Linked DNA regions of Sus scrofa: all the other regions are linked to region 2. The links are chromatin contacts, called in public HiChIP or PLAC-seq maps. All regions are on one chromosome and are shown on one strand. The core of a region is the stretch at or near the end of the contact, and the rest is flanking DNA. Distances in the headings are between cores, read along the strand shown. Region 1 overlaps METTL8 (methyltransferase-like protein 8). Region 2 has its middle 19 kb from the start of TLK1. Region 3 overlaps METTL8 (methyltransferase-like protein 8). Region 4 overlaps METTL8 (methyltransferase-like protein 8).

Region 1 (7,003 bases), core at 4,461-6,960, 210 kb after region 2:
TGCACCATGTAGAAGTTCCCAGGCCAGGGACTGAACCTGAGTCACAGCAGCGACAATGCTGAATCCTTAAGTGCTTGGCCACCAGGGACTCCAAGTTACTTTCATAATCAGAAAACATAAAAATATTATTAAAACCACTAAATACATACATTCTAAATAATATTCATGGGTAGAATGCTTGGTAAGGAAGGGGGGGTAAAGATGATATGGGCAGTAGTGACAGTAACACTAAAAGGTTGCAAAATTTTCCAAGGAGGAAAAGATATCATGGAGTCTGTAAGTGCCTGGTTAGTGGGACCCAGACAGGGTGCTGTGGCTGGCTGGATTCAGGACCCAAATACCTTAGGGCCAAACAAGTCCAGAGAAAGGCTACTTTTTTTTTTTTTTTTTTTTTGGCTTTTTGCCATTTCTTGAGCTGCTCCCGCGGCATATGGAGGTTCCCAGGCTAGGGGTCTAATTGGAGCTGTAGCTGCCAGCCTACGACAGAGCCACAGCAATGAGGGATCCGAGCCACGTCTGCAACCTACATCATAGCCCACGGCAACGCCGGATCATTAACCCACTGAGCAAGGGCAGGGATCGAACCCGCAACCTCATGGTTCCTAGTCGGATTTGTTAACCACTGTGCCACGACGGGAACTCCGAAAGGCTACTTTTAAAAGACCCCAAGTTTTTAGACCACATGAGGCAAACAACTGCAGATGCTGAGAAGGTGAGGCAAAGAACCTGGAAACAGAAAGAAATTGGAAAAGGCAAAGAGAAGCAGCAAGAGGAAGAAAGCAGAATAGCTTATGATAGAATGTCAAATTCCAGTTATCCAGAAACGTCCTATTCACCCTCTAGGGCAGGTATTTGCTACATTGCTGTGTGACATTATGGCTGCTCTCGCTGTCTCTCTTCATTTGGTATTTCTGATGTGCTAGAACCTTTTCATTTATAGTACTTGTTAATCATCAGGCAGCAAACACAGATGGCACCAGTCAGGTCTGCCCAGCCTAGCTCCTGGGAAAGCTCGTGCACCCTCTGCTGGTCAGCTCCACAGCAAGACAGGAGGGGCTGTGTCTGCAGGAGACAAATTCCTCAATCAGAGGGATACAATTTTGTGTTCTCTATTTAGCCAATTTCAGGGAAGAGTTTGGAAACCATTTCCTCAAACTGCCACTTGAAATAGACAATTCCAGATTAAAACAATGCCCTCCTTTGTTACACCAAAGAAAAATATCATAAAAACCAAAGTCCTGTGAGGAAACATACCATCAAAAGCATTTTAAATTCAAATGATTTCCATTTACTACATAATAAATAAGTAAAGGTGTGCAGATGACTACAACAAGACGTGGCTATAAAGCGCCGCTAGAATTTTACTCTGGTTGAAAACCTGAGATTATTATAACAAATAATACTTGTATAGGCTTTACAACTTACAAAGAGCTCTCACATTCATTTTCACACTTAATCCTTATAACAATTCTATAAGCCAGGGACGAAGGCAGGGCAAGATTTTCTGTTATCACCATTTTACAGATGGGAGCTAAGGTTCAAAGGAGTTACATGAGTTGCCTTGATTACACAGAGCCCACACTCCAGGCAGGTTTCCAGACTCCAAATTCTACCTGAGATGCTATTCTATAAGGGGTGTTCTGAAGAGTTGGTATATAAACTAGGCAGAGAAGTAAAAGGTCAAAACATATTGCTATAATACATTCATTCCATTTGGTTTCAAATATCATCAAAATTTTAGGTGCTGAATTCTCAGTCTGAGGGTGCGCCCTGTAGGCAGTGTTTTGCCCTAAAAGAACATCAGTTTAATAAGGGAAGTGGATATTTGAATGAGGATCTACTGAAAACCAACAACGTTAACTTCAGAATTTCAATGTGTGGCATGTCTAGCCCCATAAAAAGTAGATCCTGTCAGGTTTTGCAGTTTCTGCATTCACTCAGTTGATACTACTTGCATACAGCAAAAAACTGGGGCTGGGAACCAGCAAGTTCTAGTCCCGCTTTCTCTTTATTCTTTATAACTTTAATGATTTCCACCTTACCAACAAAACATGAATACTGTTTTGTCAGAGTGCCAAGCTAAAAATTAGTATGCTGAAGGAGAAAGAATCAGCGAAATTCAGCTATAATCACAGAGATCCTCAAAACTAAAGAGCAAAGGAGGAGTTCTCGTCGTGGCGCAGTGGAAACGAATCCGACTAGGAACCATGAGGTCGCGTGTTTGACCCCTGGCCTCGCTCAGTGGGTTAAGGATCCGGCGTTGCCGTGAGCTGTGGTGTAGGTCCAAGATGTGGCTCAGATCTGGCATTGCTGTGACTCTGGCGTAGGCCAGTGGCTACAGCTCAGATTGGACCCCTAGCCTGGGAACCTCCATATGCCGAGGGTGCAGCCCTTAAAAAAAAAGATGAAAAGACAAAAAAAAGAAAAGCAGTAAAGATAAACAGATTCAAATAATTATATAGTACTGGCTATATGGCAGGCATTACTCTGAATGCTTTACATATATTAGTTCACTTAGTCCTCCCAAGACCTCATTTAACAGATAAGTAAATTGAGACACATACAGGTTAAGTAATTCTAGTTACTTAGGGTAACAATGTTCACAAAGCTAATAAGTAGTGAAGCTGAGATCTGAAGCCAGGCAGACTGGTTCATCTTCTTTTTTTTTTTTTTTTGTCTTTTTGTCTTTTGTTGTTGTTGTTGTTGTTATTGTTGCTATTTCTTGGGCCGCTCCCGCGGCATATGGAGGTTCCCAGGCTAGGGGTCGAATCGGAGCTGTAGCCACCAGCCTACGCCAGAGCCACAGCAACGCAGGATCCGAGCCGCGTCTGCAACCTACACCACAGCTCACGGCAACGCCAGATCGTTAACCCACTGAGCAAGGGCAGGGACCGAACCCACAACCTCATGGTTCCTAGTCGGATTCGTTAACCACTGCGCCATGACGGGAACTCCTGGTTCATCTTCTTAACCACTAAAGCTACGCTGCCTCTATACAGTGGTATCTACCATATTCCTTTTGCTTTTTTTTTTTTTTGGCCATGCCCATGGTATGTGAAAATTCCCAGGCAGGGATGGAACCTGCACCACAGCAGTGACCTGAGCTGCTGCAGCAACAATGTTGGATTCTTAACCGACTGCACAAGGGAACACCCCTGCTGCATTTTTAAAGTAAACTTTTAGTTCTAGAATGGTTTTAGATTTACAGAAAAGTTGCAGGTAGTACAGAGAACTCCCATAGTCTGACAGTTTCCCCTACTATTAAAATCTTACATTCCATGGTGTACTTGCTACAATTAATAAGTCAATATTAACAAATTATTATAAACTTAAACCCACACTTTATCAGATTTCCTCCCCCCCCCCCAATGTCCTTTTTCTCTTCCAGGATTCTGTCTAGGACACATTATATCTCGTCATTGGGTCTCCTTAGGAGCATGCTTGGCTCTAACAGTTTCTCAAACTTTCTTTGTTTTTGAAGATCTTGACAGTTTCAAGAAGTACTGATCTTTAGATAAGTTATTTATCAATATTTATGAGATGTTCTTCTCATGTTAGACTGGGGTTATGGGTTTTAGGGAGGAAAACCACAGAGGTAAAGTGCCATTCTTACCACATCATATCAAGGGTACATGAGAGACACATGACTTATCACTGTTGATGTTAATCTGATAAACTGGCTGAGGTAGGGACTGACAGGTTTCTCCACTGTAATCTCCCCCGACTCCCACACAGTGTCTACCTCGGCAAGAAGTGACTACACACAGCCAACACTTAAGGAGGGAGGAATTATGTTCCACCTTTTTTTTTTTTGGCTGCACAAGGCATGTGGAAGTTCCTGGGCCAGGGATGAAACCCATGCTGCAGTTGTGACCTACACCACAGCTGCTGCAACGCTGGATCCTTAACCTGCTGCACCACAAGGGAACTGCCTGTTTCACCTTTTAAAATCATTTGGAATTCTTTCGCCCGGGAGATTTGTTTCTTCTCCCTCATTTATTTCATTTCTTTATATCAGTATGGATGCACAGATATTTATTTTAAACTTTGTGCTACAACCTAAAACTACTTAATTTTGTTGTTCAAACTATTCCTGCTTTGGCCATCAAGGGCTCTTTCACTTGGCTCCTATATCCTTTTGCCACCCTCTTATCATTGTATTTTGAGGCACTTCCCTACTTTCTGGCACTACGAGATGTTGCAGGCTCTTGTATATTCCTTGACCCAGTCCTAGAATCAGCCATTTCTCTAAATGTGTTTGTTCCTTTTATTGGAAATGGTCTGGATGCTGGGTGTGCCCCTTGCTACTAGGCTGTTATTGCTTCTAGGCCCTCTCGACCGACAAAGCAAGTAAATATATATGTGTATACTAAACTGTGTATATATACAAATATCTTCATCTGTAAATCTTCTCATATGTATCCATCTAAATCCACAGTAAGCTAAACTAGAGTTTATACTAATGTCGCCAACTCTAATCCATTATCACATGGATCCTTCTAGGCTTCTCCTCTTGTATATAACCTCCTACTCCACCAGTAAAAAACCTGGTTCCCATCGTCCACCATCAGTTATTAATTGTTCAATTCCAGACACATGTGTGATAATTTCAGAATTGTTAACCCATACCCCTCTGGGAAACTTTTATCAACTAGAGTACAGTGCTTATGCATAGTTCTCCTACTGCCTTTAGTTTTACAGTGTCAATTTCAAAGTTACTTAACGTCAGCACTTTTTCCTTGGCCTCTTTCACTGAGGCTACCACATACATTTGTAATAAGGCTAGATTCTTTGGTTATAGCATGCATTCTATCCTGGAATAGAATAGAACTGCCCTTGTTTTTTAAATTTTGTATACATTAAGGTTTACTTTTGTGCTGTAAAAGCTATACAGGTTTTAATAAATGCACAGTGTTAATGCATCCACCATTATATCATACAGAATCATTTTCTCCACCCTAAAAAGAAAAATTCTGTGTGCTACCTAATCAACTCTCTCTCCTCCCCAAATTCTCTACAACTTTATAAATTCATGTGATTCTCAATCCAGTTCTGTTTCCACTTAGCAGATGATTGAATGAGACTCAGAAAGAGTAAATGGCTTGGTCAAGATCTTACTAAGTGATGCTGTTGGTGCTACAACTTGTGCCTTTAGATCCTGCTGTGATGCTCTTTCTTTTTTCTTTTTTTTTTTTTTTTTTGGTAACTCGCTGAATTTATTTATGGCATCTATTTTGAATTCTCTATCAGATCACAATCTTTCATGAGTTTAACTTTTGTTTCTGGAGAATTGTCATTTTCTTTTTGTGATTCTGTGTGACCATAGTTTTTCATGGTGTTTGGTGAGTTATTCTTTGGCCAGTGCATTGGAAGTAGCAAATACTTTTCTTCTTTAGATAAAGCTTCCCCCCCCCCTTTTTTTTTTGGCTTTTTGCTATTTCTTTGGGCGCTCCTGCGGCATATGGAGGTTCCCAGGCTAGGGGTCTAATCGGAGCTGTAGCTTCCAGCCTACACCAGAGCCACAGCAACGCGGGATCCCAGCCGCGTCTGCGACCTACACCACAGCTCACGGCAACGCCGGATCGTTAACCCACTGAGCAAGGGCAGAGACTGAACCCGCAACCTCATGGTTCCTAGTCGGATTCGTTAACCACTGCACCACGACGGGAACTCCCTGTGATGCTCTTTCAATTACACAACTTTACTTCCTTGTTTTCAACAGGAAGGATCATGGTTGTATACAGAGACAAGGATAAGACAGAAATGGTGGTAAGTGATCATATGTTGCATTAATGGAAGCTTTTACACTAAAAATATGAGGAAGTGGAATTCTAGTCTAGTAATTTGGTGAACCTGATACCCCAAAAACTTTCTGCTATAAATTATTCCCAAAAGGCTGGACAAATACATTAGAAAAGTATATCTTGTTAAAAACATCAGTGAACCAGCAAGAAAGAGAAATCCTCAGAGACCAAAAGAACTCAGAGACCAAAGATACAAAGAGCTGAGAGAGCAATGAAGCCACCAGTTGTCCAAATCCCACAGTGGATTAAAAAAAACAAAACACAAAAATGTATTTAAATAAATTCAAGCTTCATTTAACATCAGAAAATATATTTATGTAATTACCACATTATCAGACAAGAAAAAAATTACGTCATCTCAGAAGTTACAAAGTATTTGATAAAATTCAACACCCATTCATGACTGAAAATAAAATGAACAAGGAGTTCCCGTCATGGCTCAGCAGAAACAAATCTGACTAGCATCCATGAAGACGCGATTCAATCCCTGGCCTCTCTCAGTGGGTTAAGGATCCAGCGTTGCCGTGAGCTGTAGTGTAAGTCACAGAAGCGACTCAGATCTGGCGTTGCTTTGGCTATGGCATAGGCCAGAGGCTACAGCTCCAAAGCGACCCCCAAACCCAGGAACCTCCAAGTGCTGCAGGTGCAGCCCTAAAAAGCAAAAAAAAAAAAAAAAAAAAAAAAGAACAAAACTTTTAGCAAATATAAAGTGAAAAAGGAATTCATTAACCTGATGAAAGGTAGCTACCAAAAACCTACAATATCATCCTTAATGGTGAAGTATTAGAAGTATTCCATTTATAAACATAAATAACACAAGGATGTCCACTATCACTGATTCTATTCAACACTGCATGGAGGTCCTGGCCAGTGTAGTAAGAAAAGAAAGAGAAAAAAAGGTAAAAGAATTGACTTTAGTCCTTTTTTTTTTTTTTTTGGGGGGTGGCCCCCGAGGCATATGGAGTTCCCAGGCTAGGGGTCCAATCGGAGCTACAGCTACCCGCCCACGCCACAGCCACAGCAATGCAGGATCCAAGCTGTGTCTGCGATCTGCACCACAGCTCGTGGCAATGCCGGTTCCTTAACCCACTGAGTGAGGCCAGAGATCCAACCGCAACCTCATGGTTACTTGTCGATTTCGTTAACCACTGAGCCAGGACGGGAGCTCCAGAGAGAAGAAAGTAACAAAACCGTCAGTT
Region 2 (6,346 bases), core at 1,004-3,503:
TCTCTGCAAATAAATGGTCCCATCATTTAGTAGTTGCTTCCACCAAAATCCTAGGAATCACCTTTGAATCTACACTCCTCTCACTTCCCACATCCACATAATTCAGTCCTGATCTGTTGTACACTGAAGGTACTTTCCAAATCTTACCATTTCCCCTCTCTTCCAGGGCTGCCACCCCAGTCAAGTCCATCATCATCTCTTACAGAGCCAAAGCTCTCCCTGCTTCCACTCCTGCATTCCTACCCTCCATTCTTTTTCCCTTGGGACGAGAACTTTCAGGATCTACTCTTAGTAGCCCTCATATATACTATACAGCAGTGTTAAGATCACCACGTTGTGTATTACATCCCCAGTACTTATTTATCTTATAATTTGAAGTTTGTACATTTTGACCCCCTTCATCCAACAACCCCAACCCCCATCAAAATCAGTGTATTATTATTATTATTATTATTATAGTTGCCTTTTAGGGCACACCTGAAGCATGTGGAAATTTCCAGGCTAGGGGTCGAATCAGAGCCACAGAAACGTGGGATCTGAGCCGGGTCTGAGACCTGCACCACAGCTCATGGCAATGCCAGATCTTTAACCCAGTGAGGCTAGGGATTGAACATGAATCCTCGTGGATATTAGTCAGGTTCTTCACCCACTGAGCCACAATGGGAATTCCTAGTTTTAAGGTAAGTCTTTTTTAATACTTACCTTAAGCCAGGTACGGCATGAAGTGTTTACATGCATAATCTAGTTTGATTCTAATAATAAACGCTATGAGACAGGTACTATTATTATCCTCATTTTGCAGATGAGAAAGCTGAGGCATGGAGGGATTAGGGAGCTTGTCCAAAGTCATGCAGGTATTAAGGGAAGAAACCAGAATTGAAACCCAGGTCTGCTTGAAGCCAAACTCCATACTCTCAATGGCTCTGGACACTGCCTTTTATATATTTCCATCCCCAAAGACTATGCTTCTTAATTTCTGGATGGAATGTCATGGAACTTTCAATCATAGACTGGAGCCTAAAGCAAGTGTGCTTTTCAGCTTTTCACCCTTTTCTACTCTCTGGCCATTTTTTTTTTTCTTCCTTGAAGAAGAAATAAGATAAACAGGCTTCGGTGTAGACATTGTGATAACAGGGGTAACAAAAACTTTAGAGCAGGCAAAACAACAGTGGAGGGATAACTCTAAGCTTGGCAATCGAAGTAGCCAAGACATAGTTAAGTATTAGCTGAAATGGATTGAGAATCAGTCAGCCTTATAAGGAAAACTACAGAGAAGCTTAAGCTCTTGCTTCCTAAATAAATACAAATGAAGCTGCTATAATATATATTGCTTTTATTCTTTTTGTTAGACATTTATAGACTTATTAAACAGAAGAAATATAAGTGTGAGTTAGGCTTTGTACCACTTTTCTGGCTTGGGGTATCAATTTAACTTAACAGTATCAAAATAGTCTTAGTATTCAAGTATTATAGCCTTTTACACTGATGACTATTAAATGTTATACATACTTTTTATTGTATTGGATAATTCAGTGTATTTTCAGTGCTGTAAATTTGAATGACTCTTTCCAAGGTTCTGAGGTAGCTTGCACCTGCTCTAGTTACAGCTTTTTATAGCCTCATTTAATGATGGATTTGAAGACTATTCTAATATTTATTGTTACACCAGAATAGGTCTTATACACCCTATAAGAAGGCATGGAGTAGTAATTACCAATTGTATAAAGAAACTGGCAATGCTGCTGTGAAGACAAGCACAGTTGTAGTGGTGTGACCAATTTATTCATTTCCTTAATAACCTTCAGAGTTATAATGAGTCATCCCTGTCTCTTATTCTAAATTATAGGGCACCCTTTTATTCCCAAATCAAATGAGCATACATGATGACATTTTTTTTTCTCTCTCGATTTCATTTCAAAGACCTAATTTTTCATAATAGGCAGTTAAGAGCATCAGAGGGACATGAGCTGGAATCCTGGTTAAGAGAAGGAAAGGTTAGAGAAGGCGTGGATTCCTCCACTGCCCCCAACTTGTCCTGTAGATGTCTTTCAGAGGCTTTGAAACATGGCCAGGCTCTTTGTTGCTGTGAGACTGACATCCAAGCTGCTAGCCCCTTCTATTTCTTTTATGAAGAAGGAAGGAGGAAGAGGAGGAAAGGAGGAAGTTGTTTGGGTTTGACAATTAAGCAGACAGTATTTGCTGTCTACATCTTTTTCATTGTTCACAAATAAGGAATTTTAAAGGAGTCATTAAAGGCGAGTCATCAGAGAAGGCAGGGGAACACATCCGCCTTCCAGGTCCCGCCCAGTGGCCCCGTGTGTTCGTAGGTGGTGTTTGTCAGAAGAATACAGATGCTGAGCCGATGATAAAAGCCTCAGCAAGCTCCTAGCTGTTTTATCAATATTGTATTTTTTCCTCTGGAATCTGGATAATTGAAGTCACAAATCAGCAACATAGTAGTGATGCAAACTAAGGAGACCAATTGTTTTCTCTTGTGATTCCTGGAAACAGGCTGTCTGAGCAGAGAAGATTGCAACATGTTTTAACTTTTGCTTCAGCAGCACACAAGGCTTTTCTACATGGGCTTAAAACTGAATGACTGTTATTTGGACAAAGATTAGAAACCACATTTCAGTCACGTAAATTCTGCGAATGAGTCACTTGACATGTTAGAAGGAGTATACGGGCACAAAAACAATGGTAAGAGGAAATATTTTTCACTTTAATATGAAGTTCAAAGTTAGAGAAGATCTCACTCATGAGATATAAAACTACAGCCCTAATGACAATGTTGAAAAGTTCAGAGATGATTAACTCTGATGATGATGATTGAGGGTTTATTCAAATGGAGGAAAAGATTCATTCTGTAAGAAACCTTGAACACGAGAAAGTTTCTTCTTGGATTATGAACACCAACAACAAAGGTCTGCCATTTGTTCTGCTCTTTCAGCAGAAGATGAACAATTCATGTCTCATTAAGGAAACTAGTAGCCAAAACAAAATATGGTGTTTCTTTTAGGAAATGGAAGCAAAGCATCAAAGTTGGTGGTATAAAATGCTAATAGCACCAAGATCCCCAAATTGTCAGACTCACAAGTGAAGGCAATATTGATTTTTTTCTTGACTTCCAACAGTGTGGATTGTTCCGTGTGCTTAAGCCGTGATGTATACATATAAAGACTGAAGCATTAGTGTGAGCCTTTGAGAAATCCAAAGTAAAAAGCCAGGCCAACGCTTGAACTCAAGTGCTCGGAATGCCTTGTATGTCTCCAGGGCTGCCCTGGTATCAGCGTAGTAACAATTCAGGCAAGAGGCATCAAAGGATGCTAATACCAAAGTGTGGAAGTGGAACAAGGAACATTCCAGGTATTCCTGGAATTCCTTCAGTTCCTGGGATTCCTTAAAATACCTATTAACTACAAAAACGTAGATGATGAGTAATTTTTCAGTTGAGAAATCTGACAGATAACATCTTAAGCAACTGATCAAATTAATGCCACTAGAAATGGAATAATCTGATGCCATAGGCTACACATTGGGATTCAATAAAAAGACTCCAGCTTCACTTCTATGGTGTTCCAGGATGATCTGGGTCAAATCGATAGGCCTGGGTAGACACAGATATTTTTAGAAGTCCCAGTAAAAGACCACAGATAATGAGGGAATCTTAGGGGACATGGGGAGATTGCTGTACGTAAATAAATTGCTCAAAAAAGCCATCAGAACAAAGCAGGTTTGCTTCATTAGAGGAGCCTTGAGAATTGCCTCAGGTTGTTGGGTGGGAGATGGAATTAGGCCTGCATTCATATTCAGAGCAAGGGCAAGAGTTTGAGGACCACCCTTCTGTGGATTTGAATACACACCTTAGGGATATAAAGGAAGAGCTAGTACTCCCAGAAAGGAAGAGGCCATCTTTTTCAACCCCCACTCCCCTTGGAGGATAAAAACTGTAGCCCACCAGATCCTCAGGGCAGAGCTTCCATACCTGCCTGCTTGCATCTCTCACAAGCATCCTATCCTAATAAATCTATTTCTTGCCTATCACCTTGTCTCTCGCTGAATTCCTTCTGCACAGAGACATGAAGAACCTGAACCTCAGTGAGTCCAGACACAGGGAGAGTGATTCTAATTTAAAACCTTGGGTTCAAGTCCCAATCTGGGTTTAGGCTGGATTCCAGTCCCAGCACATGGTTCAAATCCCAATCTGGGTTTAGGCTAGGTTTGAGTCCTGGCACGTGGGTTCAAGTCCCAATCTGTGTTCTGGCTAGGTTAGGTCGTTGATACTGTCAGTTTCAAAATCATAAGGAAACTTCAAATAAACCTAACTTGAGAGACATTCTACAAAATTTTTGGCTTGGAGTCTTCAAAAATGTCAAGGTCATAGAAGTCAAGGAAAGACTAAAGAACTCTTTTGTGGTGAAGGAGACTAGAGAAATGTGACAACTGAATTAGGTACCATAATATGTGTTTTTGTAGCATCACCAAGCAGTTAACTCATTGCTGACACCATCTACCTAAAGATAGCATCAGGGTAAAGGCTAGTCCAATAGACTTCCTCTCCCACTTGAGGTGCCAGTCACAAATCCAAGTTGTGACTCGAGCTTCTGACCAATGGGCTGTAAATCAGAAGCCCCCACAACCCTCTCCTCAGGTTCAATTAATTCACTAGAACAGCTCACAGAACTCAGAGAAACATTTACTTAATATAAAAGGATATAACAGCAAGAGCAAAATGGAAGAGAGGCAGAGGGAAAGGTGTGTGGTAAGGGGTTCAGAGCTTCCCTACTCTCTAAGTGTGCCACTCTCCCATCGCCATGTCTTCACCAACTGAGCTCTGTCCTCTTGACTTGTCTTAGAGGCTTCATTAGGTAATCATGGTTAATTACATTACTGATCATTGGGGACTGATTAAACCTACAGCCCCTGCCCACCTAGAGGTCAGGGGGGTGGGACTGAAATTTCTTACCTTCTATCACGGTCGTTGGTTCCCCTAGCTACCATCTCCCACCCTTCTGGGCTTTCCAACTCACTTTATTAACAAACTCAGGTACTGTTGAAAGGGGTTTATTATGGATATCAAGACATTGTTATGGCTTAGAAAATTCCAAAGGTTTTAGGACCTTTGTGCCAAAAATGGGATTAAGACCAAATACATTTTTCTTACTATAAATCACAATATCACAAACACATAAACCTGGATTGAATCCTTTTGCTATAAAGAATGTTATTGGGACAACTGCCAAATTTGAATAGGGCCTCAGGACAAAGTATGTGGGGATTCTTCGCACAATTCTTGCAAATTTCTCTAAGTTTTTAATTGTTTCAAATAAGTTGTTTCAAAATAAAAAGCAAAAAACAAAACCTGTTTTTCCATTTTTAAAATTATGGATCATAGAGTAGCTATATAGCACAGGGAACTATATGATGGAGGACAATGTGAGAAAAAGAATGTATGTATATGCATAACTGGGTCACTTTACTGTACAGCAGAAATTGATAGAACATTGTAAATCAACTATAATAAATTTAAAAAATCATAGATCATTGGATACATACACAAAAAATTATAATGTCTATGTAAGTTATGACATTTAAAAATAAAAACAAATTCCTATGAATTTACCACTTAACTTGAGACTTAAATTACATATTTATCAATAATGTTAAAGTTTCCTCTCCACTCAAGGAAACATTATCCTGAATATGTTTTATCATTCCTTTGCTTTTCTTTAATGATTTGCCACATATGTAGAAATTCCTAAATAGTATTTTCTAACTAACGATGTTTTAGCTTTCCCCCATCTTTGTTTATTGGTTACTCTGATTTCTTCTTTAAATCGTCTTTTTACCTTTGCCTGTTTTTCTATCTGGTTTGTTTTTTTCCTTATAGGTTTGTAAATACTCTTTATATACTACAGATATTATCTTTGTTTGTTATATATGTGGCAAATATTTTTCCTTAGCCTGATGCATGTTTTTTAACTTTGTAATTGGGGTGCTTTTCATTTTACAGATGATTTGAATATTTATTGGGTCTAGTCTGTTGACAGTTTTATTTATAACCTCTGTATTTCTTATCCTGTCTTTCTTATTTAAAGATATCCTTGTATGGTTTCTTCTAATACTTTGGTAGCTTTGTTGGTTTTTATGTTCAGATCTTTAATCCATAGGTAATTTATTCTTTGTTTATAGTGTGAGGTAAAGATGTAAATTCACATTTTTTTTACCTGGGATAGACAGAATAATGGCCCATAAAAGAGATCTATACCCTAATTTACAACATTACCTGACATGGCAAAAGAGATTTTATGGATGTAATTAAGATTATGGTATTTGAAATGAGGAG
Region 3 (6,396 bases), core at 1,444-3,943, 140 kb after region 2:
CTTGGGCCTACCTGTCCTCTATCCCATCATGCTCTCACGTGGGAAACTTCCAAAGCCATCCATTGGCATCGCTCAATTTTCCTCCTACCGCCCACAGGCTCTCTTTCTTCTCTGCCTCTAGCCAGCATGGCCTGTAACCCCTCTTAGCTTAGCTAAGTTCTTCCCTTTTCAAACTCCTGTGCCCTCTTTCTGTGTGTGCAACTCATTTGCCCCGGGCCTCTCATGGAAGCTCGATGTACTAATGATGATGATGATAAATATAAACACACACATATACATTTTTAGAAGTTTTATTTATGTGCTATTAAATGTTAATAAAATAATAAAACACCAGTATGTTAACTTTTTGTTATCTTTTCAAGTTATTTTCAAACTTTTATTGAGCCTCATATATGTACCAAGCATGAGAATACAAACTAATAAATGAAACTAAGGAAATAGTAAGAGTACAGGATTTGGGAACCACTTAAATCTGTGTTTAAATCCTGCACTTGCCACTTTTTGGGGGGCCACTCCCATGGCATGCAGAAGTTCTGGGCTGGAGACTGAATCCATGCCATGACAGTGACAAAGCTGGATCCTTAACCTACTGAGCCACCAGGGAACTCACTGCCACTTATAAACACTGCATTAGACTTAGCTTCTCTGAGACTCATATATTCTAAATAAAGTAAACAAATTCAGGGTTTTTTTTGGGGGGGGAGTGGTACTATTTATCCGTATGAAAATCTTGACTAATTTTAATTGACCTCCACTGAACTCAGACAAGTTCTATTTAGCCTTTATCTGAAATCCAGGAACAATGGCTGAGCCATGGTTACTAATGGGCAGACATATACAGTTGTCCCCTGAACAACATAGGCTTGAACTTTGCAGGCCCACTTACATGCAGATATTTTTCAATAGTAAACGCTACATGGCCCTTGGTTGCAGCTACAGAGGAACCACAAATAAAGGGTCGACAATAAATTATTCATGGATTAACCTCCACTCATTACTCAAGGGTCAACTGTGTTCTGAATTTTGTGGGTGAGTAGCCTTCTTGATCATATCTTGTATGCTATTATCAAAGAATCCTTGCATCATCTTGCTTAGCAGTGTATATGAATCACAGAAAGAGATCAGTGTGTCCTTAAAACAGTAATTAAAAGTACGGTCCTGGCTCTTATGGGTTTTACAGCCTAGCTGGGGACATATAAATGTCTACAGAAGTATGGATAGGGCAAGCATCCTGAGGTGAAAGTCTTAAGAATTTTGACGGAGGGGGATGGCACTGCTAGCTAAGCGGGGAAAAGGGGAAAGGGTTTTTTAGAGGTGGGAGTCACATGCCAGGGATGGGAAGCATTGTGGATCCCAAGAGCCCAGAATGTTGTAGGAGAAAAAGATGGGCTTTGAAGCACATGATTAGAACTTCTAATTTGATTCAGGAGGCATTTCAGTGACGAGACTTCTAAATAAATATGGAATACAAGCACAAGCATGCATGTAGCAGAATCGCACCCCGACTCACATTACACTCCTAAACACTACTCATTGATGAATACTACATTCGTGTATAACTCATTTATTCCATGGCTCTAGGGATTTGCATTATGATCTGTGCAAATAAATTAACATTTGAGGAATAGGATTTGGCCATGAAAAGTTAACCAGTAATGAATCAAAGTTAAAACTTGTGCTGCTTGTCTTTTCTCAACCACCCCATATAAAAATAGTGCTTTATTGCAGCATATGTCCTTATTGTTTCCTATGAAATTCACACATTTGTGACTCACAATTTGTTGGGTGGTCACACATGTTTGAAATGTCCTCAATATGCATGTAGTATTATGTGGTATGATGGCTGAAGGCAAGGGCTCTGAAATCAGACTGCTTAAGGTTGAATCCTGACCCTACTACTTAGTTGGGTGACCATGGAATAGTTACCTAATTTCTCTGTAATTGGTTTCTTCATCTTTATTTTTTTTTTAATTTTTAATTTTAATTTAATTTAATTTTATTTTTGCTTTTTAGGGGCCATTAACTGCGGCATATGGAAGTTCCCAGGCTAGGGGTCAAATTGGAGCTGCAGCTGCTGGCTGACACCACAGCTACAGCAACACCAGATCTGAGCCGCATCTGTGACCTACACCACAGCCCATGGCAATGCTGGATCCTTAACCCACTGAGTGAGGCCAGAGATCCAACCCTCTACTTCATGAATACTAGCTGGGTTTGTAACTTGCTGAGCCACAATGGGAACTCCCGGTTTCTTCATATTTAAAACAGAGATAAATATGGCATCTAAGGCGGTTGTGAGGATTGAATGGACTCATAAGGTAAAGTTTCCAGAAAGGTGCCTGACTCAGAGTAAGCACCTGATAAATGTTAGTCATTCTTATTATCGTCGTCATCACTATTAATGTCATCATCATTGAATGATCTGCCTTTGCCTTCCAGGAGAGCAGATCATCCAATGAACTTAAAAACTGAAGAACTTAACATGGGTCTGTAAAAACTTCCATAGAGCTCAAAATACCTTTTTGGGACACTGGCACATGTAGCTCATTATGAAAGGTATGCAGTCTACCTTCAGGCAGTGGTTACTGAACACCCACAAAATATAGAATAGTCTAGTAGCTAAAGGAAAGCATGTGCCATCTGCCATGTGTCCTACCCAGACAGCAGCATGACCTCTGAGGCGGAATTGCCATTGCATCAGCAACCCAAGTTGAAGTCTTGTGACCACCCAATGACTTTCCAGAGATCTTCTGTAAAATCAGCTGACTGCCTTGGCCCTTTTCCCAGCAAACAGGTGTAAATATCACTGCCACCACCACACCACCAAGCACTATCTTGGCAGGGGGCTTAAGAATTAAATGATCCTTGGAGAATGATAAAACCAATCAATTTCAGAGGTCTAATTACGGTAAAATATTCTGAAAATGTAACACATTACTCCTATACGCTCTAAAAGTAATAAAACATAATTTCTTTGGTAGGGAAAAAAAGTCTAATACTCCCTTTGGAAGGCTAATCACTGGTTTCTTTTTAAAAGTGAATTAATTATCTCAGGTTTTTGAGCTACACGACTTCTAAAATATGGATATGAGGCAAAAAAGACACAGCCACAAAAAAAAGTCAGGGGGTGAGGAAGGAGGAGCTTGAATTATTAGTTGGAGAGAGAAGTAGGAAGCAAAAAATACAAATGACAAGTGGGAAATCAGAGATACTAATCAGTCAGTATATACTGAGCTCTATCTAACTATATTGTACTGTTAGGCTACCTGGAAAATCAGATTAGAGTAAAATACACTCTCTTCCTCAAGGAATATATAAACAGTGGTTGGAGAGAAAAGACATAAAAGAAATGACATGCTAAATATAGCCTGAGTTGAGTCATAAAGTAAACACATAATCAACTGTCAATGTAGTAGATTTGTGTGTATTACAAGTTCAGAGGTCACTGGGGTGAAGGGATGTGGCTATGTGGTGTAAAAGAACAGGAAATTTGGCCCAGAAATTGGAAAAGGAAAAACAAAGAAAATAAATCCTGAAAGAGAAAGGCCATTCAGAACTGCAGACTGGCCAGCATCACTTCTGGCTAACCACTTTAACTGGTAATTTGATGATATTAGGGAATTCTTTTTTTTTTTTTTTGTCTTTTTGCCATTTCTTGGGCCTCTCCCATGGCACATGGAGGTTCCCAGGCTAGGCGTCGAATCGGAGCTGTAGCCGCCAGCCTATGCCAGAGCCACAGCAACGCGGGATCCGAGCTGTGCAACCTACACCACAGCTCCCAGCAACGCCGGATCCTTAACCCACTGAGCAAGGCCAGGAACCTGCAACCTCATGGTTCCTGGTCGTATTCGTTAACCACTGAGCCATGATGGGAACTCCTAGGGAATTATTAATATTTATATTATATTAGGTTTATAAGAGTAATGAAGAATATCCTAATTTTTGGAGATTCATCATAAGTATTTAAAAATGAAGTATCATGTTGGCTTTAATGTTAATAACTGCTGCATCAAGGTGGTGGGTATATGAGAATCCATTGAATGCTTTTACATTTTCACAATGTACATTTTTTTCTGAATGCTTTTACATTTTCACAATGTACATTTTTTTAATAAGGAAATCTTTTTTTTTTGGCCAGGCCTGTGTCATATGGAAGTTCTTGGGCCAGGGATGGAAACCACACCACAGCAGCAACCCAAACTGCTGCAGTGACAATGCTAGATACTTAACCTGCTGCATCACAAGAGAACTCCATCCCATCATGGCTCAGTGGTTAACGAATCCAACTAGGAACCATGAGGTTGTGGGTTCGATCCCTGGCCTTGCTCAGTGGGTTAAGGATCCGGTGTTGCCTTGAGCTGTGGTTGGGCTGCAGATGCAGCTCAGATCCTGCGTTACTGTGGCTGTGGTGTAGGCTGGCAGCTACAGCTCTGATTTGACCCCTAGCCTGGGAACCTCCATGTGCTGCGGGAGTGGCCCTAGAAATGGCAAAAAGACAAAAACAAAACAAAACAAAACAAAAAAAAAGAGGACTCCAAAAAGGCATTCTTAAATTTAAAAATATGCGTAGTGAAAAGACTGAAAGAAACAATAATAAAAATTCTGTCAAGAGCTATGCTATGATGTGGGAAGAATGGGTTAGGCCCTCCTGCCCCCGATCTTTCACCTAATGGACATGTTCTATGATGTGCTTATGTTTATTTTGTCATGGAAAAATAATGGGAAAGCTACTGTGTAAACTTAAAAAAAAAAGAATAGGTCCTGACAGACCAGCCATAGGTCAAATGTGCTGAAGTTTATTGAGGTGTGTCTTCCTTGTTACCTAGTAAAATGCATAGGTGAGGTGGTGAACAGGAAGGGCAGGTCAGGAGAACATCTCTGTTCCTATCAGCCACTTCTGCATTTTTGAATCTTAGGATTAAGTGCTATAATTCCAAACAATTTCAAGTCTACAGTCATTTGACGCAGGAAGTTTTTATACCAGGTGTGACTCCAAAAGTCATGTCAAATAAAATGAGTATAAAGTGAGTATAATGCTTACCCCAAATAAAGCGTAAACTCTAAACTCAATTCTCTATGTGTAAGACGATACCTAAGTATCCTGGAGGAGCAAATAAATCTCTGAAGTTCAGCAATTCCCAGCTTAGCAGAAGGATCAAATCTCTTGGTCTTTTCTTATTCCCTTATCCACACAAACATAAGCTGAAAAAATGACTTTAACTCATGGTGGACAAGCCATGCCTGTAAAACATTATTTTCAGAGTAATTCCCAGTTCACATGAAATTAGACCCTAAGACTTCTATTGAAATTTACTTTAGTCATTGTTTACATGGGAATAAGAGCACTACAGGCATATACAGGACAACATTTTCCCAGAATTTCTCCACATCCCATATATATATGTAAAATCTTGTAGGAAAAAACTCTAGTAAAACTCACTGCAGAGTGTTCAGAATTGGAAAAACACTATTCCCAGCACCACAGCCAACCTAAAATCAAAAAATAAACAAATATGAAAAAAAGTTAAATTTTCTTCACCCATGTCAGATTTTTAATTAAAAAAACCCTAAAAGATATTTACTGGCTCTCTGGGTATAGTTTTCAAAATTCAAAAGCAATGGAATAAATCACAAGAATAATACGTACTGAGAAATTATTTGACTATGGAAATATTTAAAATTTTTATACATCCAAACCCCAAAATAAACCAAATTAAAAGGTGACCAACACACTGAAAAAAAATCTGCATTAAATATGATTCAAAGAGCTCATTTAAAAAAAAAACTGATAAAGGAAATAAACAGAAGACAAAAGAAATGTAAATGGCTTCTAAACATATGAAGAACTATGTGACCTATTCAACAATCAGAGAAATGCAAATTGAAACAAGGTATAATTCTTGTCTAACAAAGCAGAAAGCACTAAAATAAGACTATTCCAATCAATGAGGGTATGATGAAAAAGACCTACATTTGCTATGAATGGGTATCAGTACAATTTCTTACAAAGCAGTTTGGCAATATATTTTAACAGCATTAAAAGTTTTAATAAATTATGAACTAGTAAATTGAACCCAAATAATAAAGGAAAATGCAGAAAAGTCTATACTCAAAGACATTTGCTGTAGAAAACCTGAAAACAATTCGAATGCCCAGTCAAGTAAAAACAGATAAGAAGAATTACAGTACTCCACACAGTAAAGTATTTTGCAGCCATGAAAATGTTTATAGAGAATTTTTAAAGATAGAAAGAAAATTGCTTATAATATTAAAAAGAAACAAAGCAAAACCCCAAAATGCAGGTACAGCACAGCTCAACTATGTAAAACAGTATAAATAAAAGGAGAAAAAGTCAGTTACATATTAACAATAGTTAAATCCTTGTTTATAGGATCG
Region 4 (6,506 bases), core at 2,615-5,114, 190 kb after region 2:
GTCTGTAATACTAAAGGCAAGGAGAATTGTAATAAGCTCTGTACTTAATTGATAGAGGGTTAACAGTTCTGAAACCACTATACAAATATACTGGAGTTGAACAATTAAGAAATAGATGGTAGAACACAGGTTTCTCACCAGGAGTGGAAGGTTACATATATGCGAGGGGAGAAAGCTAGAATAATTCATATGTTAATGCATTAGGACTGGAGTCATCAGTATGAACTCATATTTAGCTTAATATAAATACAGATAGTACATACAGAACTATATGTAGATATGTGTGTATACATGGGTTAGTATACACGTATATCTCTTTATTCTGACAGTTGAGAGGCAAACATACCCCTGTGGCAAGAAGCCATTGGTTTCTAATACCATTCTCTGATAAAAAGGAACCAGGGCTTTTTAAAGAAATGGCTCATGTTAGGATTAGGGCAGGAAATATATAAAATGAGCCTGTGGCATAGTGCCAGAAAGTAAGGAACTGCTCAAACAAATAAACAAATAAAAAGGCCCACGACAATAAGGGTATGTCAAGGGACCCATAAGCAAACTGCAAGAGCTCCCAATGGCCAAAGCTGAAATTCTCTGAACAACAAAATAATCTTGGCTTATAACGCAAAATATAAAATAAATACCCATGTGTTTATATTGATACAAATGACTGATAGGATAAATAAATGGGGAAAAGAGACAAATCTCCCAGGCAGAAGCAATCCAAATAATTTATATAGACACGCCACCCTCAAGGAGGTGGAGCCTAACTCCTCATTCTTTAAGTGTGGGTCATGCTTAGTTACTTCCTTCTAAAGAGTACAGTGCGGGGAGTCCCTGTTGTGGCACAGAGGAAACGAACCCGACTAGTATCCATGAGGACAGGGGTTCGATCCCTAGTCTCACTCAGTGGGTTAAAGTTCCAGCGCTGTGAGCTGTAGTGTAGGTCGCAGATGCGGCTCAGGTCATACGTTGCTGTGTCTGTGGTATAGGCCAGCGGCTATAGCTCTGTGCCCCCTTGCCTGGGAACTTTCATATGCCCCAGGTGCAGCCCCAAAAAGGAAAAAAAAAAAAGAGTACTGTACAGGGTTGTGGGGGAGTAACTGCAGTGGAGAAAGTGCGCACTATTGCAGTCAGGTGATCAAGGTTAACCTCAACAGTGAGTAAGTCCTGTTGACATGTATTCTTTATGTTATGTGATGAGAATATTGCTTTGTTCCTGTATTTTTCCTCCCCAAACTCACCACTCCAGTCTAATCATGAGAAAGACCTCAGACAAACCCCAACCGAGGAACACTCTACAAGGTATCTGAGCAGTACTCCCCCACACTGTCAAGATCATCAAAAAACAAGTTAAATCTGAGAAACTGTCAGAGTCAAGAGGAACCAAAGAGATACAACGACTAAATGTAATGTACCTTGGATGGGTTCCGGAATAGAAAAAAGAAATTAGGTAAAAACAGAAAAAAAAAAAAATCTAAAGAAAGTATTAATGTAAGATGTTGATAATCAGGAAATCCAGTATGGAGTATATGGTAACTATCTATTCTATCTTGATGGAGTATATGGTAACTATCTATTACTATTCTTGAAATTTCTCTGTAAATCTACAACTGTTCTAAAATTAAAAGTTTATTTTTAGAAAGTAATTTAGTATGCTTAGAGCCTATATGTGAGGGACAGATGGAGGTTGGAGTGGAGAGGTGTTTATGAGGTTGGAAAATTAGGGAGGGGCCAGATAGTGAGGAATCTTTATGTATACCACATTAAGCGGTCTGAATATTTTCTTACAGACACTGCTAAACAACTGAAGAGTTCTAAACACGTAAGCCACATGGTCAGATATTTACAAGGATTGTTATGATGGTCTTACCATGCCAACTGCTAGGCCCTACACCAGAGCAGTAAAAATCAAAGCTCTGGGAACAGGATTTTTATAGCTGTTTAAATCTTCATATATGATCCTGGTGTACATCAGTGACTGAGAACCACTTCTATACAGAATTGATTAGATGGGGGCTATACATAGTGACAATCTGTCATCTCCCTTTCTTGCTCTTTCTGTCTCTCTCTCTCTATCCCTCCCCTTCCCCCCAACCCTGCCTGTGCTTTCTCCACACCTATCTTTTCTCTCTCTCTCTCTCTTTTTTTTTTGCTTTTTTTAGGGCCGCACCTGCAGCATATGGAGGTTCCCAGGCAAGGGGTCAAATTGGAGCGACAGCTGCTGGCCTACACCACAGCCACAGCAATGCAGGATCTGAGCTGTGCCTGCGACTTACACCACAGCTCACGGCAACACCAGATCCTTAACCCACTGAGCAAGGCCAGGGATTGAACCCGCAACCTCATGGTTCCTAGTCGGATTCGTTAACCACTGCGCCACGATGGGAACTCCTCTTTTTTTTTCTTTTAATAAATACTTATTTACCTTACTTAAAAAAAAAAATTATCCCAGATCATCACAGCCAAAGGTAGTGGCATAAAAAAATCAAGGAAGGGGAAAAGTCAAAACATTTCAGAAGCTGAATCAACAGATTTTTTGAAATGACTAGCTGTGAAAGCAGGATGAAGCCAAATAGGAGCAAAGATTTCTGACCTGGGTAACTGGGTAGGTGATGACACTATTCAAGACAGAGTTCCAAAAAAGGTGGATAATAGTGGGATGGGGGAAGGGAAGGGGAGAGGGTAAGTTCAGTTTGCACATACATTTTAAGGTTCCCACAATACACTCACATGGATATCCTCAATACGTACTTGGAAATGAGTTCAGGTAATTTGTAGGCATCAGAGACACAGATTTCAGAGGCAAGTCTGGTTTACAGGTGGCGGGTGAAGTCATAATGAATTGATCAAGAAAAAGTGAGACAGAAACAAGTCATGGGACTACAACACTTAGGAGGCAGGCTGAGGAAGAGGAGCCAGTTTATGTGATCAAATATTAAAGAATATTTTAAAAGAAGCTAAAAATAAATAATTGGTTTTGGAAGTACAGATCAGTGATGACCTTTATCAAAGTGATGTGAATCCTGGCTATGCCAGCAGAATGCAGAGTAAGAATAAGCAGGTCAGTGGGGTGGTGGAGCCGTAAATGCAGATGACCCTGAGAGTCAGTGAAGAGGAAAAGAGAAGTTGGGCTGTCTCTTTGGGGATTCCCGAGGTCAAAGAAGAGTATTTGTTAAAATGCAGAGAATACTAATTATCTTTGTAGAATGAGAGAAAACCTAATGATGGAAACAAAATAGACTGAAGATATTAGAAAGAGATGGATAGCTGACAAACAAGTTTCAAGAAGTAGGAGGCACGGAGGAGGACTAAGTACACAGAAAACGTGTTATCCCCGTTAAGTTATCAAGAACAATCTCATCCGCTGATGAGTGACAGCAGGTGTGTTTGGAGTAGAAGGGATGGTTGCTAAGAGAGCCCCTTGTGCTCTTTTTCGTGAAGGGAGAGGCTGCAAGGTAGGGGACTTGAGAAAAGAAGGAATCAGAAAAAAAATGAGAAAGGAAACTAACGACATTTGAATAAAGGAATGTCAACACCATAACTGGCCCATGTGAAGTTGCATCTCAAGTTAGCAATCATTTATTGGCTGCCTCCTGAGCAATGACTCCACACTTCCAGTAGCTCATGGACCTGGGATCTATGAGTCTGCAGGGAGGCCACAGGGGACCTGGCTGAAGCCAGAAACGGACTGTATAACCTATGCTAAACCAGTCAGCACACTCCACACCTGTGGGCATAGTGTCTAGTTCAGAGGTGAGCAGGAGACAAACTCTGGCCAACAGAATGCATCTTAGGTCTAGTGCTAGAGATGTGGAGATAAAGATGATTTCTCACAGCTGTTATACACGAAAGAGGAAGTATGAAGCCCTAGAGCTGTTGAAAGCTGTCTTAGTCACTCAGGCTGCCTTAACAAAACACCACAGACTGGCTGGCTTAAACAATAGACGTTCTGGAAGCTAAAAACCCAAGATCAAGATGGCATCAGGACTTGTTTCTGGTGAGGCCTTTCTTGCTGCCTTCTTGTTGTGTTCTCACATGGCCTTCCATCTTACATTGTTGTGGAGAGAAAGACTGCTGATATCTCCTTCCCTTCTTATAAGGACACAGTTCTAGGAGTTCCCTGGTGGTACAGAGGGTTAAGGTCCTGGCACTGTCACTGCTGTGGCTGTCTGTGGCTCAGGCTACTGCTGCTGCCAGGTTCAATCCTGGCCTGGGAACTTCTGCATTCCATGGGTGTGGTGCGTGTGCACGCAGGCACACACACAGACATACACACACACACACACACAATCAAAACAAAAGGCAAAAATCCCATAAGGACACAGTTCTATCGGATTAGGGTTCCACTCTTATGACCTCATTTAACTTTTATTTACTTCCATAAAGGCCCTATACACAGTCATATGGGGATTTGGGGACTTCAAAGTATGAATTTGGGGGAAGGAGACAATTCAGTCCACTAAAAAAAGCTATCTTAAAGCCATGAGTTGTCTGGCCTAAGGATGATTGGCATGGTACAACTTTAGGACAAAGCCAACTCTGATGAAGGAAAACTGGTAAAATAAAAAGAAATTAGGTCCCACTATTAATTTGTTAGTTTCATTTGAAGCAAGTCACACCTCTGCCTTTTTCAGTTATTGAGTCAATATGTCCCCTTAACTGTTTAAGCCAGTCTTGAGTTTTCTGTTATTTCCAATCAAAAGTAACATAATATAGTAGTTATGTGACTTCCTCTATCACTTGGCAGTCTGGGGGAAAATATTTGGTTTTATCCAGATTAGGCCTGTCCAGGCTTGCTAGTATAGAAAGTAGTGGTGATTTAGGATGCGGAATTAGGGAGACTATAACTGATAACCATAAAGTAAGCCCCAAATGCCTAGAAATTTAAAAATTAAGAGGGGAGAGAAGGAGGATTGGAGGTGGGGGAAGGTTGATGTGTTTGATGTGGCTGAGGTCTGAGTTTAACAGAAACAAGGGGAAAGAAAGACAAATAGAAGGCACTGGTGAGTAATTAGACCTTCTGAGCTTGCTAACCCCTGTCACCAGTAACAAAAGGTCATACTGTAACAAAAAGGAAATTCTGCTTTGAATGAGAGACTTTTACAGGGTGAGAAAACAACAAGGCCAAAAACACTTAGGAAAAAGAAACTTTTTAGCATGGACAAAAAGTTGAAATATGAACTCCCACCCACCACCTCATTTTAATCTTTAGAAGGTTGTTAAAATAAATCACCATTCTTTGCTCTCCAGGAACAATCACCCACTGGATACAAATGAGATCCTATTCCTGTGGTGGCTCAGTGGTTAACGAATCCGACTAGGAACCATGAGGTTGCGGGTTCAATACCTGGCCTTGCTCAGTCGGTTAAGGATCCGGCATTGCCGTGAGCTGTGGTGTAGGTCACAGACGTGGCTCGGGTCCCGCGTTGCTCTGGCGTAGGCTGGCAGCTACAGCTCCGATTCGACCCCTAGCCTGGAAACCTCCATACGCCACGGGAGCAGCCCTAGAAATGGCAAAAAGACCAAGAAAGAAAAAAAAAGATCCTATGACACCTTTTTAAATTGTGTATTTATCACGGTAATCTAAAAATAAAATCAGTAAGAGCAACCATCTAACTGCTAATTGATTTCAGGGCCTCTATGGTGATCTTGTTGGCAACAAGCAGTACAGATGAAAGATGGAAAAGATGCATCTGAGTATACAGCATACTGTAAAAAGATTCTGCAGCATTTTGAATTGAGAGAAGTGGTGAAGGAATTGAGAAGACACAAAGCACACAGTACAGATAGGCTGAAATCAAAAGAACCTGTGTGGTGGACAGTTCCTTGTTTATAATGAGAGCTGCAAATCAGTTGGGTGAAACATCAGCAGTCAGATTATACTGTTTATTTGAATTTTATAGGCTTTGTGGTTCTATTTGTACTTATTTTGATTTTATAGCTGAATAAGAGCTCTATGTACAAGGAGCTTTTACCGAGATTTATGTAATAATGTAGTAAAAGATCAACTCGGGGTCTGAGAATTTTGTTTCCTTTAAATGGAAGTTTATATATTTTTCAACATTGAGAAACGCAGAGAAATACAGTATTAGAAGATTCTGTTGCGGAGATTTCTTCTCTCACCCCACCTTAAGAAATACTCCAAGTAGGGCCAAATCACCTCAGTTCTCCTTGGAAAACAATTTCAGGTGAAGAGGCAAAGAGTGGATTAAGTTGAATCCAGGCTCTGCCCTTTACTACCACATAACCTCTGATACTTAACTTTGTTAATTTTAATTTCCTCAATACAATGTGACTAAGAAGATTATTGCAAAGTATGGGAAGGTTTATAGGAGGTGATCTATCTAACATCTATATAATAGTGCTGGGTGAATGGTAAGTGCTCAAAACACTTTAGATGATATTACTGTTGTTACCATTACAATTCCATAGGGCTCTTCTTTCAATTTCCATAGGGCTTCATGAATATCATAGGATCAAGCCTTCCACTCTGTTTATTAAATAGC

Evidence for each region. HiChIP or PLAC-seq counts read pairs in DNA pulled down with a chosen protein or histone mark.
Region 1: a contact with region 2 is called in an H3K27ac HiChIP or PLAC-seq map of alveolar macrophages. The contact joins two enhancer-like sites. A contact is called at or near these places in 3 of 5 promoter capture datasets (fetal liver, fetal skeletal muscle and liver), 9 of 47 Hi-C or Micro-C datasets (alveolar macrophages, blood, embryonic fibroblasts and 4 more) and 1 of 2 datasets of contacts at active chromatin or transcription factors (alveolar macrophages).
Region 3: an H3K27ac HiChIP or PLAC-seq map of alveolar macrophages shows a contact between it and region 2. The contact joins two enhancer-like sites. A contact is called at or near these places in 2 of 47 Hi-C or Micro-C datasets (epiblast stem cells and fetal skeletal muscle) and 1 of 2 datasets of contacts at active chromatin or transcription factors (alveolar macrophages).
Region 4: a contact with region 2 is called in an H3K27ac HiChIP or PLAC-seq map of alveolar macrophages. The contact joins two enhancer-like sites. A contact is called at or near these places in 1 of 47 Hi-C or Micro-C datasets (embryonic fibroblasts) and 1 of 2 datasets of contacts at active chromatin or transcription factors (alveolar macrophages).

What each region holds. Positions count from the first base shown.
Region 1 is chr15:77,551,066-77,558,068 of Sscrofa11.1, forward strand. All of the region lies in intron 1 of METTL8 (methyltransferase-like protein 8), which reads right to left. Among named protein-coding and RNA genes, the nearest start is that of METTL8, 9.9 kb to the right of the region's middle. Within about 2 kb of position 5,711, at least 2 of the 83 cell types and tissues checked have an H3K27ac peak or open chromatin away from gene starts, as enhancers often do. A contact at or near this core is called in alveolar macrophages, where this site is marked.
Region 2 is chr15:77,345,343-77,351,688 of Sscrofa11.1, forward strand. No RefSeq gene overlaps it. Among named protein-coding and RNA genes, the nearest start is that of TLK1, 19 kb to the left of the region's middle. Within about 2 kb of position 2,254, at least 11 of the 83 cell types and tissues checked have an H3K27ac peak or open chromatin away from gene starts, as enhancers often do. A contact at or near this core is called in alveolar macrophages, where this site is marked.
Region 3 is chr15:77,485,063-77,491,458 of Sscrofa11.1, forward strand. METTL8 (methyltransferase-like protein 8) reads right to left here. Exons shown (of 12, transcript XM_001925591.5): 7 at 5,441-5,490. Among named protein-coding and RNA genes, the nearest start is that of METTL8, 76 kb to the right of the region's middle. Within about 2 kb of position 2,694, at least 4 of the 83 cell types and tissues checked have an H3K27ac peak or open chromatin away from gene starts, as enhancers often do. A contact at or near this core is called in alveolar macrophages, where this site is marked.
Region 4 is chr15:77,534,922-77,541,427 of Sscrofa11.1, forward strand. All of the region lies in intron 1 of METTL8 (methyltransferase-like protein 8), which reads right to left. Among named protein-coding and RNA genes, the nearest start is that of METTL8, 26 kb to the right of the region's middle. Within about 2 kb of position 3,865, at least 15 of the 83 cell types and tissues checked have an H3K27ac peak or open chromatin away from gene starts, as enhancers often do. A contact at or near this core is called in alveolar macrophages, where this site is marked.